2 separate regions of the Hordeum vulgare genome follow, and region 2 is linked to region 1. The links are chromatin contacts, called in public Hi-C maps. All regions are on one chromosome and are shown on one strand. The core of a region is the stretch at or near the end of the contact, and the rest is flanking DNA. Distances in the headings are between cores, read along the strand shown.

What was found. Hi-C and Micro-C count contacts between places; a contact is called where the count stands out from the background.
Region 2: a contact with region 1 is called in a Hi-C map of leaf, with 6 times the contacts expected there. The contact joins the enhancer-like site here to the promoter of LOC123401421 in region 1. A contact is called at or near these places in 1 of 6 Hi-C or Micro-C datasets (leaf) and 1 of 1 datasets of contacts at active chromatin or transcription factors (embryo).

The regions. Positions count from the first base shown.
Region 1 is chr6H:298,319,658-298,326,725 of MorexV3_pseudomolecules_assembly, forward strand. LOC123401421 (UDP-N-acetylglucosamine transporter ROCK1) reads right to left here and starts at 2,733. Exons shown (of 7, transcript XM_045095220.1): 1 at 2,347-2,733. The coding sequence starts at 2,471.
Region 2 is chr6H:299,021,638-299,028,705 of MorexV3_pseudomolecules_assembly, forward strand. No RefSeq gene overlaps it. Among protein-coding and RNA genes, the nearest start is that of LOC123406600, 480 kb to the left of the region's middle. Within about 2 kb of position 2,619, at least 2 of the 3 cell types and tissues checked have open chromatin away from gene starts, as enhancers often do. A contact at or near this core is called in leaf, where this site is marked.

The DNA.
Region 1 (7,068 bases), core at 1,483-3,982:
TCTCTCTCCCGCTCAAACCCTAGCAACCATAACATCTGGTATCATATTTCTCAGGCTCGATCATGTTCACCCCGTCGCCGTCGCTTCCTATCGCCCTCACCCCGGAGGAGATCGCCGGAGCAATCCGCGATCTCACCACCGCCGTCCAAGGGATCTGCCTCTTCCTGGCCGGACCCTACGGACCGCCGCCGGCCGCGCCATCAGTCGCCGCCTACGGGCGGGCGCGGCTGCCGTGGTAGCCGCCGCACCAGGCGGCCTCCGCCGCGATCGCTGGGCCGCGGCAGCCGACGATGCTGCTGTCGTCGCCGCCACTCGACGCCAGGCTGCTGCAGCCACCGCTGCCACTCCCCGTCTCCGGGCCGATCTATACGGCGGCCTGGGCGCCGCCGCACATCCAGTCGCCACCGGCGCCACCCCAACAGTACGGCGGGCCCTCCCGCTTCGCGGTCCCGACGGTGCGCCATTCCACGGGCGGTCCTCCATGGTCACAGCACCGGCGCCGACCCCCGCACGGCCGCCGCCGCCGCCCTCGGTTGCGACCACGTCACCGGTCATCACGTTCCAGCATGGGATGCCCTACGACAGGACTGCGACAACCTCATTCCCAGCAGCGCCACCGCCGTCCCAGGACAATCCCATCCAACAGATCAAGTTCCAGCCGTCGTCGGCACCGCTTCCGGCTTGGATCACTACCCACCACGTGTCGGAGGCGGTGAGGCTGCAGGCTGCTGCGCGCGGCCTCCTAGCGCGTCGGCATGTGCGGGAGATGCATGATTTGCAGCTGCAGCTCCTCCAAGTTGCGCTTCGCGGTGCAACAGACCTCGATCTCGTCCGCTGCGTGGGGGATCTTGGGCATGCGGTTTCCCCCACGGGCGGCGGGCATGCTGTTTTTCCCATGGGCGACGACCTCCAAGTCTGCGACATCGACAGTCAGCCGGCGGGGAGAAGACATGGTGTCGCCGACAGGAGCGCGCCGCGTAGCACCACTGCATTCCGCCGCCGGCCGCCGCGAGGGCTCCCTTGGTCCCGATGGTGCCCTTGGGATCCAGGGGGCTGCAAGCGCACAAGTTCGGCGCGCGGAGGATTCTCGCCTTATCGTTCGGAGTCAAAAATAAAGAGTCGGAGTCTCATTCGGGTTAGCTTATTTCAGGTCAATACAATAGGCCGAGATGTAAAAGGCTTGTTTTTTAGGCGTTAGGGTTGTGTGGGGTTGAATTGTCGTTAGGTTGCAGCTCAAGGACGAGTCCTCGAGCTGCATGTCCAGGTGGGGTGTAGTGTTAGAGTACGTGATGGGCCTGGGCCCTTTAGTCTTAGGGTTTGCTTAGGGGTCAAGTAAGCCTTACTTAGGAGTCAAGTAAACCTCTCTATATATGGAGAGGAGATGTATCAATCTAAGCAGGCAAGAATTAAGAAGGAAAACCCTTTTCCCTCTTGCCCGGCCGTGGGAAAGGACCCCCACGGCCAGCTCTCTCTCTCCCGCTCAAACCCTAGCAACCATAACCCAAGTTCACAATAGCAAGTTCACCATATCAAGTTTACCATAGCTTGCCAACATCACAGCAAGTTATCTTAGTTTGAAAACACCACAGCAAAAGTTTCGCCCAAAATACAGAACAGAGCATGATTAACTTGCTACCACAGCAAGTACAACATAAATAGTCTCTGAACTTGTAAGGCTTCTTCCTGATCCTTGTAGAACCAGATGCACCAGCAGTAGGAGGCCTTGGAGGAGCAAATGAAGATCTTGATGCATTGGATCCTGCTCTTGAAGCAGCTAAGGCAGCACCAGCACGGGCGCCGTCTCCCCCTGTCCACATGGCGCCTGATAGCGGGCCCAACAGGTCAGTTTTCCACTCAGACGCACCAAACCGTTCAATCAGTGTTTTTTGAAAACTATCAGCCCAAACGTGGTGGGTTTTTTAAGAAAAAAACGAAACGTGGTGGTTTTCTGTTTCATCATCTCCAAATATGATGATTTTTTGCAATTTACTCTATATTATGGGACGGAGGGAGTATATCCGTAACACTCAAGTAGCATAATAACAGCCTAAACATAATGGGCATTCTGCTAACCAGATGGAGCCTGAAACAATTGTAAAGCTAGCTATCGCAGAGCGCACAACAATCTGCATCCACCCAACCAGTCGAGACTAGGCTGTTATACCATTCTGTTCAACCCATAAAGGTGATAGTGTCCATTGGTTCTCATCATTACCTAGTCGACAATGTCCCAAATCAAACGGGAACAGCACGAAGGGGCATACAGCGATGGATGCCGGAGTAGTCAAGCATTAGAGACAAGAGAATAAATTTGAGGACGATGTGACATGAAGGTGTGCGGCGTACCCGACGCAGCGCTTGGAGATTAGGGGCTGGGCGCCGTACTGCAGGGTGAGGAGCGTCAGGCAGAGCGCTACCTTACGCCGGCTAGGCGCGGCCGCCGACGGAGATGGCTTGGAAGCCGAACCCATCCGCCCTCGCCGTGCCCGGCTCCGATCGAAACCAAGTTCGGCTGGATTGCCAGTTCACCGAGTCTACTCTAGCCACTGGGGAGGACAACGGCAGGCCGCTGCCTATGCGGCGTAGAGTCGACACGGAACCGCAGTACCGAGGCGAGGTGGGGTGGCAGCACCAGGGGAGGGAGTAGAAGCGAATTTAGAAGCGAGGTCGGGTTTTTGTGGGAGGGGAAAGTTGCGGATCTGGACTTCTTGAGTTCTCAATCTTCCCTCTCCAACAAGGAGCCGGATCCGATCCTCTAACATAAAGAAGGAAAATCACGGTACTACAGTGCTCGTCAAGTGTAAAACGAAGAAAGAATGTTAGGAACTATTAGCATGTTGTTTACTTTTGGTAATTACTGTAACTATAAAAAATCCAAAAATAAATTTATTTCATCATCAACTTGTTTGTATGTAATTATTACTATGAATACACATTAGATCTGTAATTTAAAAATTAATTTAATCCATTTTAGTCTTAATTGTATAAATTCATAGAAAGAACGTTAGGATATTGTAGCTTCTCTAACATCCCTTGTGTATGTTAGATGATCCAGTTCCCTCCAACAAGGTAATAATTGCGTAGCGCTGAAAAAATTGTTACTACTTCCCTTCGTTCTTAAATACTTCATGCATGTGGGTTGCAATGGAAGAAAAACTATCAGGTTATGCAGGTGTGATAGATATAAAGAAGTATGAATCCTATGCAAATATGACATAAGGATTTTTGAAATGTTATTTCACAAAGTATATGTGAGTGATGGCATGATAAGTTAAGGCACTTTTAAAATGTAATTTCAAAAACTAAAAATACAATGTTCATCGCAACTTGATTTGTTAAGGCGTCGCAACAAAATATTTTGTGGCTGAGCAAACTGTTAAACACGGACACCTTTTTATACCCGACGCGAGGGACTAAATAAAATCATAAAACGACCTCTAGAGATTTTCTAATAAAACCTTTATGTAAGCGAAAGTTAATTTTGTTCATTATTTACTGACGTGTTTTAATTTTTGCAAACATTTTCTAAAAGTTGATAGACCTGTTTTTTAAATTCCTAAATATGCTTTGAATATCGGGTCATTTTAAAAAATTATGAAAAAAAATTATTTCATGAAAATTTATTTAAAATCGTGATTTGTTCTATAATACGTGAGCACTTTTTGAACTCATGAACATTTTATGACTTTTCGAATATTTTTTAAGTACCCAAACAGTTTATCATTTTCCTACTTTTAAAAACTCGCAACTTTTAATTTTTTTTGTTCTTTTGAAATCTGGAATTAATTTAGAGAAGAAAAAACCAAAACAGAAATAAAAAAAAGTAAAAAAAATACTAAACAGGGTGCTCTAACCTGTGAAAAACCAAAATAGGAATAAGAAAGTAAAATAAATACAGACACATGGGCCGGCCCATCCGTAAGAGAGGAAAAAAGGAAAAGAAAAAGGGGTGAGAACCAGGGATCGAACCCTGGTCTCTAGAGTGGAGGGTTGAGGCTTTGGCCATCGCGGTAGACACATGTTGGTTGTCTTTAAATATATAACTCACTTGAGAACATACAACGGAGCGACGATTTTTGAAATCCGAAAATTGAATCCTTTTTTAACTTACGGGTGGCATTGGTGGGTAATTTATGCCAACTTTAGGGGCAATTTTAATGACGTACGACAGAAGCATTAGCTGCTTTATTATTAGGGAAAGATAATATCATTTAAAAATTTCACTATAAACTATATACGAATGACATATCTTAAAATACATATGCACTCATTTTGCTCTCTATATAATCTATAGAAGAATCTTTAAAATGTCTTATATTTGGGAGTATAAGTCTTTTCTAGAGGTTTCACTAATGGACTACATACGGATATATATATAGACATATTTTAGAGTATAGACTTAATCATTTTGCTCCTTAGGAACAAAGGGAGTATATCAAAGCATCTCCAGTTGTTCGGTCCCCCGGGCTTGAAATAGCGTTGTCTCGAGACCAACCGGCGATAAAATTGGTGTGGGGGCTCGGATTCCCAGACGGCCCCCCAAGGTAGTCCCAGACACCGTTTTTCAAACCAAACTTGGCCAAAATGAGGGTGTTGTTGCGCGTGCGGCGCCCGAGTGACGTCTCCCGCGGCTCCGGCTTGACGGGGAGTGGCGCCAGCGACCCGGAGGAGCGGGAGCGGGAGCCGTACGAGGAGGAGGATGCCGTCTCCATGCGCCTCGACGTCCATGAACTGTAGCGGTCGCGGGAGAAGGAGGGGGCGCCGGGTACTCCAACCGCGGCGAGTTGCCGTCCTCGATGTGCTTGAGGACGGTATCCAACGTGTGGTCGGGGACGCCCCACCATAGGCGTCGCCCCTCGAAGTTGAAGCTGTCGCGGGGTTCAGCGTCGTTGGTGGCGGCGAGTTGTTCGGCGTGGCGGCGTTCGAAGTACGCCGTCTACGGCATGTTGCTATCATGGGCGTACCTGAGTTGGTTCCACGCGCTCTCCGGGAGCGATGATCGGATGCGCGCGATCTCCGCACGCCGGTCAGCTCCAGAGGGCGGCGGTGGCACCAGGACTCCGTTGACGCTCGGCCTCCACGAGCCCGACACCCACATATCCGGTGGCGCCGGGTAGTCCGCCTCATAGAGGAGGGGGCCTCGGGCTCGTGCTGGTGGGGCGGCCGAAGCCGTTGGCCGCCGCTCCGTCGCCGGGGTAGTGCTCGGCCACGGTCGTCGGTGGAGAGAGAGGCGGCAGCCATGCGTACGCATGACGGGAGGGGACAGGACACGCGTCAGCTCGGCTTCACTGCGCCGCCCGTGAGGAATCAACGTAAGGCTGACCGGTGGCAGCCTTCGCATTGATTCCCCGCGAGAAAACAAGGTGATGAGGACGACGACCGCGCCTAGTCGTGGACTCGGCAGGTCCACAAAGATTCCGCGCCAAAACATTTCCCCCGGCGCCCCCGGTGTGTCGGGTTCGGCCTCGGTCCCCGGGGGCTGTTGGGGACGCGGCTGGAGATGCTCTCAGCTCCCATGAAATGGAGCGCTCTCCTTTGTCGGGGCGCTAGGGTTGCTATGTGTCAACATTGTCAGTCTCTGGGTTGCTTTTACATTGGCGGCCAGCCAATCAAGGAAAAGTGTGGAGGCGTCACTGGTTCATCTATCTACTACTCCTATAAAATAAAGAGAGTAGGCAGATCCAAACAACGAGGAGCATTCGTTAACAACATGTAAAGGTCAATAATCCTTTGGTGTTTAACATAGCAAGCCGCCTAATTATTATCGCTGATCACGATGTCTAACCATAACTCCCTTACAAAAACCACCCATCTACGCATGTCTCCCCTTCCTTCGCGTCATCGCGGCTCCCCGTCCTGCGCGCCGGCGCCCCATCACCAAACCGCCGCCATGCCTTGTGCGCCCGCCGGCCTCGCCAACGCGCCTCCCCGTCACCGGGCCTCCCTGTCGCCTCGCACGTGCGCCCCGTCGGGTCTGCCACCACGCCTCCCGCCCCACTGGCCCCGCCACCGTGCCTTCTCGCCCCGCGCACCCCGTCACCGTGCCCGCACGCCCCACCGGGCCTGCCACCGCGCCTCCCCGCACCGCACGCCTCCTCGCCCCGTGGGCCTCGTACCAAGCCATCACATCAGGTAAGAACTCTGAGTTTCTTTTTTTTTGAATGTTGGCCAAGCCAAATTCGTTGATCGGTGGGGGGAACAATGTACAGCGTCCGGTCCCAAGCAGGACTGGCAAGGGGAGAAAGATAAGAAGGGAGACAAAAAACCGAAAGAGAATATCTAAAAAAGAAGAAAAAAACAAGAGCAAGGAGATCTAAGAGGAAGGAACGCCTCAACCAGGATCAAAGGGAATCCCAGCTCCCGCGCAGTTCCAAAGCCTAATCTCGTCAGAAATCCTGCACCAGAAGCCTTCCATCGACATTAGTTCTCGTTGAAAGACCCTCCTGTTCCTCTCCCACCAAATTTCCCAAGTGATCAAGTGCACAAGGGAGATCAGTCCCTTTTTCCTCTCTTTGGTAGTCCGCGAACATCTACCGTAAAACCATGTTGAGTATTTTAAATCCATCTCCCAGCTAGCCGGACATAGCGCAGGCATATCCGCTAGTGTGGCTATGTAGTACCAGATGGTCCTTGACCACGGGCAGTCAACGAATAGGTGCGACGGCGTTTCTAGGTTCCTCTGACAGAGAGGGCAGAAATAATCATTATCCCATCCCCTTCGCAGAAGGGCATCTGCCGTTAGTATCTTATCCAGCATTATCATCCAGACTAAGAATCTACACTTGCCTGGTGCCCAACCTCGCCAGATGAGCTTGTACCCGGCCATTTGCACCGCACCCTCGAACTGCAGCCGGTATGCCGAGCGCGCACTATATGATCTGTCCTGCGAGAATCACCAGATGACGGAGTCGTGCTGCCCCTCTTGCAGCCGCACGTGATCCAGCCTAGAAGCAAGTGCATATAGCTCGTCAAGCATGTCATCTCGTAGCCCCCTAGACAATTCATGCAGCCACTTATCATCCTTAATCGCGTCCCGGACCGATCTATTTTTTCGCGTCGCGATCCTGA
Region 2 (7,068 bases), core at 1,369-3,868, 700 kb after region 1:
TGTGGGTTGTGAATGTTGTTTTGTACTCTTCCCCCTCTCTCATTCTTATCTAATGATAACCAACACGCAGATCCATTTTGGAGAACATTTTGCTCCCACCAATTCATCGAGCAGCTCATCTATAATGGGAACTGGGTACTTACTGACGATTGTCATTGCATTCAGGAATCTGTAGTCGACACAGAAACTCCACATGCCATCCTTCTTGTTGACCAGCAGGGCAGGGGAAGAAAAAGGGCTCTTACTTTCCCTGATGATGCTGACGTCTAGCAGCTCCTTAACTTGTCGCTCGATCTCATTTTTGATCTCAGGTTTGTGTCGGTAAGGACGTTGGTTGACAGGTTGTGCCCCTTCCATGAGTGGTATTCTGTGATCACAAGCACGTTTGGGAGGCAACCCTTTTGGTTCCTCAAAGACATCCGTGTATTGCTCCAGAACCCTGAGAATCTCTACGGGAATAGCTTCTTGTAAACCCTCTTCATTTACTGCATTGAGGTGGACCACAAAAGCTACACACCCTTGCTTGCATGTAGTCAATAGTTTTTGAGATGATATAGCAAAACACTATTGACGGTTGCTACGAACAGCTTGTAATTCAATCAATCCCCCTTCAGCTGTAACTGTCATATGTTGTGCCTCCCAGTCAATATGCATCGGGTTGTGCTTCCTGAGCCAGTCCATCCCTAAGATAGCATCATAGGCTCCAAGGGAAAGAAGCTTGAAATCTGTGATAAACTCATGCCCCTGAGACGTCCATTGGCAATGTGGTATGAAGTTGTCACAATTCAACACAACACTGTCAGCCACTTTAACTTTGCATGTCTTGGGTAGTTTGCATACTCCCTTCAGTTTGGCTGCGAGGCGATGGTCGACGAACGAGGAAGAGCTGCCCGAGTCAACCAGCAAAGACATTTCCTCCCCTTGAATCCACGCATGCAGCTGCAGCACTCCCAGTCCAGCCGACCCATCAACTGCTTGCTTTGAGATGGTACAAAGATTGTCTTCGTCCAACTCATTTGATTCGGGTTTGGTGTCAGCGTGCACCTCCTCTGCCGCGAAGAGCTCCCACAGTTCCTCTACCACATGCATCTGCACTATTGTTGGACATGTATGATCCTTGCCCCAGCGTTCACCACATTTAAAACGTAGTCCCCGAGAGCGTCTGAAAGAGCGTAACGCTCCGATCTTACTACTCTCTGCTCCCGCTCGCGCTGCCTTTGTGCCCTTATGATCCTCTGATTTGGTTGCAGACGCTGATAGTTTTGCAGTTCCCAACGGAAAAGTTAGAGTGCTGACCCCCATCACGCGTGGCACTGGTGCACGGTTGGGTGCAGCGCACAAGGTGTTCTCCCCATCTGCAACTTCCTCGTGGAGCAGTGCAAGGGAACATGCCGTGTCAAGGTTAGGTGGCCTCTGAATGAGCACCACTACCCGAATATCCGCCCACAGTCCCTCGATGAATTGTGTAAGAAAGAAACACGGGTGTGTCAGTTCAAAGTAAGAGATCATATGATTCATCAAAGTCTCAAAGCGTTCAATGAAATAAGCAACAGATTCAGTCTGACGGATAGCATAAAACTGATGAATGAGAAGTTGGTGTCTGTCACGCCCAAATCGAGTGCAAAGCAGAGCTGTGAATGATTCCCACGCAAGACCAGAGATCTTGCGCCGCACGGATTGCAGCCAAATGGCAGCCAGATCCGAGAAATTCAGGATTGCCATGGGTATCTAGTACGATTCCTGCACGACAAACATTTGAAAATACTACTCTGACAGAGTTTTCAGAGCTGCGGATTCTTGCCAGCGAAGCTGGGAAACGAGATCGGGGATGGAGCTTGCCCCATCACCGCGAGCACTTGTGAAGGAAGTGGAGAGGAATTCGAGGGTAGGGACAAGGTCGTACCTGTGACCGGGGAAACCGCCGGTGACTCCACAGTCACCGTCGGAGGTCCCCTGATATGATGTAACACGTCGTGGCTTGGTTGCCCTTGGATCTCGCATGCGACAAGGGGAGAGGTTGCAAGCGACGCAGATTCGCTGGTGGGCACGGCTTGAAGGTTCCCGACGGAGAGGTCCAACTGAGCGAATCACGCCTTCAACTCTGGCTTCCAGGAGATGAGGGCGTCGATCCATGCGGATTGCGTTGCCACAGCCTTGAGGATGGCCTTGTTGTCGACATCCTGCTTGGCGGCGCGGGCGGCCGCATCGTCGTTCATCTTGTCGAGGTACGCCTTCAGCACCGGATCAATGGTGGCGAAGAAGGCGTCGCACGCGTGCTTTTGGCTGCGGGTTTCCAGTGCGGCAACGGAAGACGGTGGAGACGGTGGGGCGGAGGGTGGTAGGTGGCTAGCTGATACCACGATGTTAGGCACTAGATTGGGATCTAGTATTTCTCTCACAGTTTCATCTCTTGTACATAATGGGGTTACAGAGAGAAGGAAGAAGAAATAAAGTAAAGCCACTGTTGTCGTGCCTTTGCCTGATCCTCATGGATGCCCAACAAGTCGCGTGAGAAAGCTTAAGTACAATTCCACCATTCGGAGCCCACGAACCTGCGGTTGGGTTGCTTGGTCCGAGGTGGCCTTGTGATGACGCGCTTGTGTCCCTAATTGTTGGAAGGGGGTTCCTCCTCTGCCATGTCATCTGCTCGCCCTGACTTAGTGAGGTTGTTGTTTGCTGTAGCCGTCCCTAAGACTCGGTCGCTGAAAGACGTGTAGGAGTCGACCATGGCTGCACGGAGCAGGTCCACCCACTAGCGGCCAGCCGCCATGGCCATGACGAGCATTCCTGCACCAAGCCTCGCCGGTGTTCCCGAGCACCAAGGTACTTCTACTTGTGTGTGTATAAGATTCCTACATGTATTTTTTGTGTTTTTCCAATTAATGCATTGTTATCTCTATGTTAAAACTTAATGGTTTGTCGTGGAATATGACATTTCAGAATGACACCTACTGAACTGAAAATAATCTAGCGACCAATAGTATAATGAATAGTTATTACCGTATCGGTATCACATTGCTCTATGGGTGACTAACACAATAATAAACTAGCAAAATGGAAATCCTTGTTTGGTGTGGGTACCAAGCAGGAGAGTAGTTAACATAGATTGATTATTTGACAGTTGCAGTGTGGCACCACCAGCACATATGATGCAGAGAGTATGTAAAGAGAGAGTAACTCATCAACTGAAGTGAGATACTAATTGCTTTCTTGTGAAAGACGGTCTATTTTGTGGTGTGATATAACTATGATAGCTCTCTGGAGTTTGAATGCCGAAGCCCTAAAAAACCATCAGCGACAGAGTACCTACCATTAAGGAAAAAAGCAAACAAAGGAACAACTCGGGGAATCATAAGCTTATCTTGCTTTTTGAATGTGCATCTCATAACCACAGAAGCTTCTTCTAATTATAGTATGCTTATTTTCGGGAGGTGTTTCTCTGCGAGATATTGTTCTCAAGAAACTACCAAACTATGAATAGAAGAAGTGTTAACAAGGAGCTATTTTGAAACAAGATGAGGAGAGAGCCTCAAGGATTTAAATAGTAAAATAAGAACATGCACGTACATCATTCTGGTTGTTGAATATGATAGTCGTAGCCCGTCAAAAAATATATGATAGCTGATTGATTCTTTGTAAAAGGTGTAGTGACTCTTGAAAAGTTTACCAGGTCTTCCATTTATGTTTTTCAGAAGACAGTCCTAGAGATGTTGCTTTATTTGAATTCTGCTTATTGCGTTTACTTGATTATGTCTCATTTGAGACCTGAATCATCTTCCATGGTTACTAAAAGGTAGCATAGTGGTTGAACCTGATAGTTACCTGAAACCATTGCTTAACATCAAGCCCCCTACTTTTTAATAGGTTTCCACTTTAGGTTACTGAATATATTTTTCTTGCTTGAACTATATCAGCTAGGCAAGTGCTAGAATCGAGGAGCATATGATTTTGCTGCTGCAGTTTTCGTGGTTAGCCTGCTTATCCTTACTGTGTTCTAACTCGGAGGTCGGAGCCAGTTCGCAACCCAATGTTCGAATTTTAATGTTGACGCTGACGATGGACTCAAGCACTCCACCATATTCTTAGTATATGCGGACCGACACCGTTGACGGCTTAGCCAAGCTGCTTTTAAAAGTCATATAACAATTAAGTGCTACATATTTTCATAGATAAATTCGTATGCATTCAAAAAAAAGTAGATAAAATTTGATTTTAATAAGCTAAAATTGAGATTAGAATAGAGAATGGTATACAAAATGTGTAGACAGTATTTGATACATTTACAGAGACAGGTCTGGGCTCGCCGGAGGGCTGTAATGTTGTATGCTTTTGATTGATTAAAATTAACACTTCTGCTCATTCATTATTTACTTTGTACTTGTCAGAAAATATTTATTTTGTACTAATATCATAGCATGTTCAACGGACCCAAGCATAAATGGCCATGGTGCTAGCTGGTAGCACTTGCTAACTAAAGAAGTCTACAAACATTTTATCAAACTAAAAGAGAGTTTCCTACCAACTATTGAGCCTACAAGTTTTAGATCTATGTCTCTAACGCCACTACTCAACTTCATGTCGGTACTTTCCTGTAGAGTATACCTCCATAATTCTCCATCTAAGATAGTACTAAAGTTTGTTCATGATGCTTAGTTTCAGGATATGACAAGCCATCCATATGAGAAATCAAGGGGTTCAAGGCGGATTGAAAAGGAGCTGGAGCAGGTGGTGGATTAAGGATGGAGCTGGAGCAGAGGCGGATTCGAGGGTGCCCCTACATGCGCTAAGAACCAGCAGGAAATTATGAGGCGCTTGTGATCCGGAAGCTGTTGCATTTTCTCCGTCTCTCCATGTAAGCCCTCAACATCACCTCATACCCCCTCCATCCAAATTTAGTAGAGCGAAAGACAATGGTAGCCAACGTCCTCCTCATTCATGACACTTCAATTTTTTGCTTGTTACAGCCCACATCATACACGGTTATGCATTGTGGTGTGCATGCTAAAGTTTAAAATTGCATAAGTGGTTGGGCCAACTGGAAAGAGCATAAATATTGTGTTTTCAGTCACAAGTCTGCTCTCCATTGTCGATAGCTTCAAACTGAATGTGGTGCACATGTGCAAGTCATAAATTTAGTGGAGATGCAAGATGAAAGATGGAGCATGATGCTTCAAATCAGCATAAATTACAAACTTTCTCAGGGAAATCAATACAACAATGCGGTGATAAATATATGTAATTGCATTTTTTTGAGGGAATATTTAGTTGCATTTATAGCATCTGTTTTGAACTGTATTTTATATGTCATTTATATATCATGGTGGAAGACAAAATTTAAATACAAAAGAATAACAATGACCAATGTATGTCTTGCAAGTTCAGATATATATACATTCTTAACTAAAGTACGTACACTACATGTTGTGGAATCATACATCAAATATTCATGATTAATTAAATATTCTGCAAGTTTTGTTTGCCGCTGCTCGATCAAGTAAAGCCAGCTGCTCGCCACTATGTGTGGTTCTCTTGCTATTTCATGGAGTGCAACCGGAAGTGGCACAAGACTTGCTATTTCATGGAGTGCAACCGGAAGTGGCACAAGACTGTAGTTGTGTCGTTGTAAATTTTACTAATGTTGATGTTTTTTTTGAAGATTATAGTATTGTTTACCATTTTGGTCCGCGAGTTATGTACTCGTACTAATTTCTTTTTGTACTCTTTGTAGATAACTTACTTCAGTTCATTGAACGAAACATGTACATTGTTTCCCAGTATATTAGGCATCAATCTATGTCTCATTAGATCTTTGAATTTTTGACGCATATTATATTTGCTGAATTAGTTCACCCATATAACTATGGTTGGATTTACTTATGTTTTGATATTCCACTTTAAATTTTTTGGCACTAGAAGTGTAATACCGAAAAAGGGTTTCCCCCACTTTATATTATAAAGCAACCATCACCGAATAGATACAAGATACTGAACAACGAAAACAACTCACACACCCAAGGCAAGATACAAAGGTGCCTAACACCAAGATACCACACACACCAAGAACAATAGAGATGTGAACCAGACAAAACGAAGACAGGCCTCCAAAGTGAAGATCATGTTTTCACCCGGAGCAAGACGACATGAGGGGGAGCGAGCGATGGAGCCTTGAGGAAGGGTATGACGTCAACGGCCGCCGCCACTATCAGCCAGTCAAAGGACTAGGCAAGTGGTGTATCCGACGCTCACACCCCACCATCGCACCCTAACTCCGTCATCCACCCGCAACCACGCCACTTGCGAGGTCATGGTTGCCCGCCCGCACTTGAGACGCACGCTCCACCCACAAATGTTGCACCTCCAGCCGCTAGGGCCGTCGCCCTGCAACCACACAACCCTGAGACCTACACAAAGGCCCCGGCTTTGGACCAACTGACGGCCCTCGACTGACAGATCCACCCGTCGACGCTCCGCTGGGAGAACTGCGCAGCCCGCCCGCGGGTGAGGAACGAGGGAGAAAGGGGAGCAGACGAACCCGGACTCGCACTCCCCTTGCCGGTGATAGGTGACACGGTCGCATTGAGGCCTCCCATCCCTCCAACCAGCTCCCCGCAGAACACGCCACCATCGAGACGGCATAGCTCTCCCGAGGCTATCCGTAAACGCTCGCCCGTCGACGAGGGAAACCAAATCGACCCGCCGTCGCGGCCAAGGTAGCCCACAGGGAGATCTTCCAGTGCCGAACGTCGTTGTCCAGCTATAAGGGCCCACCTTCATCGCTGCCGCGCTGCTCCCACACCATCGCGCCACGGCGAGAGGGCGGCCCGCGGCCCAGGCCACCCGCAACCCACAACGACCCACAACGATGGGGGCGGATCTGGACGCACCGTTCCATCACCACCCGCCGGCGTGCAGCACCCGGACTGCATCGCCGCCACCCCTGGTAGCAGAGCCCTGGCAAGAGGCCGCCGTCGCAGCCAAGGGCGCCCACTCCCAGCGTCGTGTGCCGACCAGATCTAGGCATCGCTGCCACGCCGTCCCCGCCAGCACGCGCGCACCACCAGCTCGCCG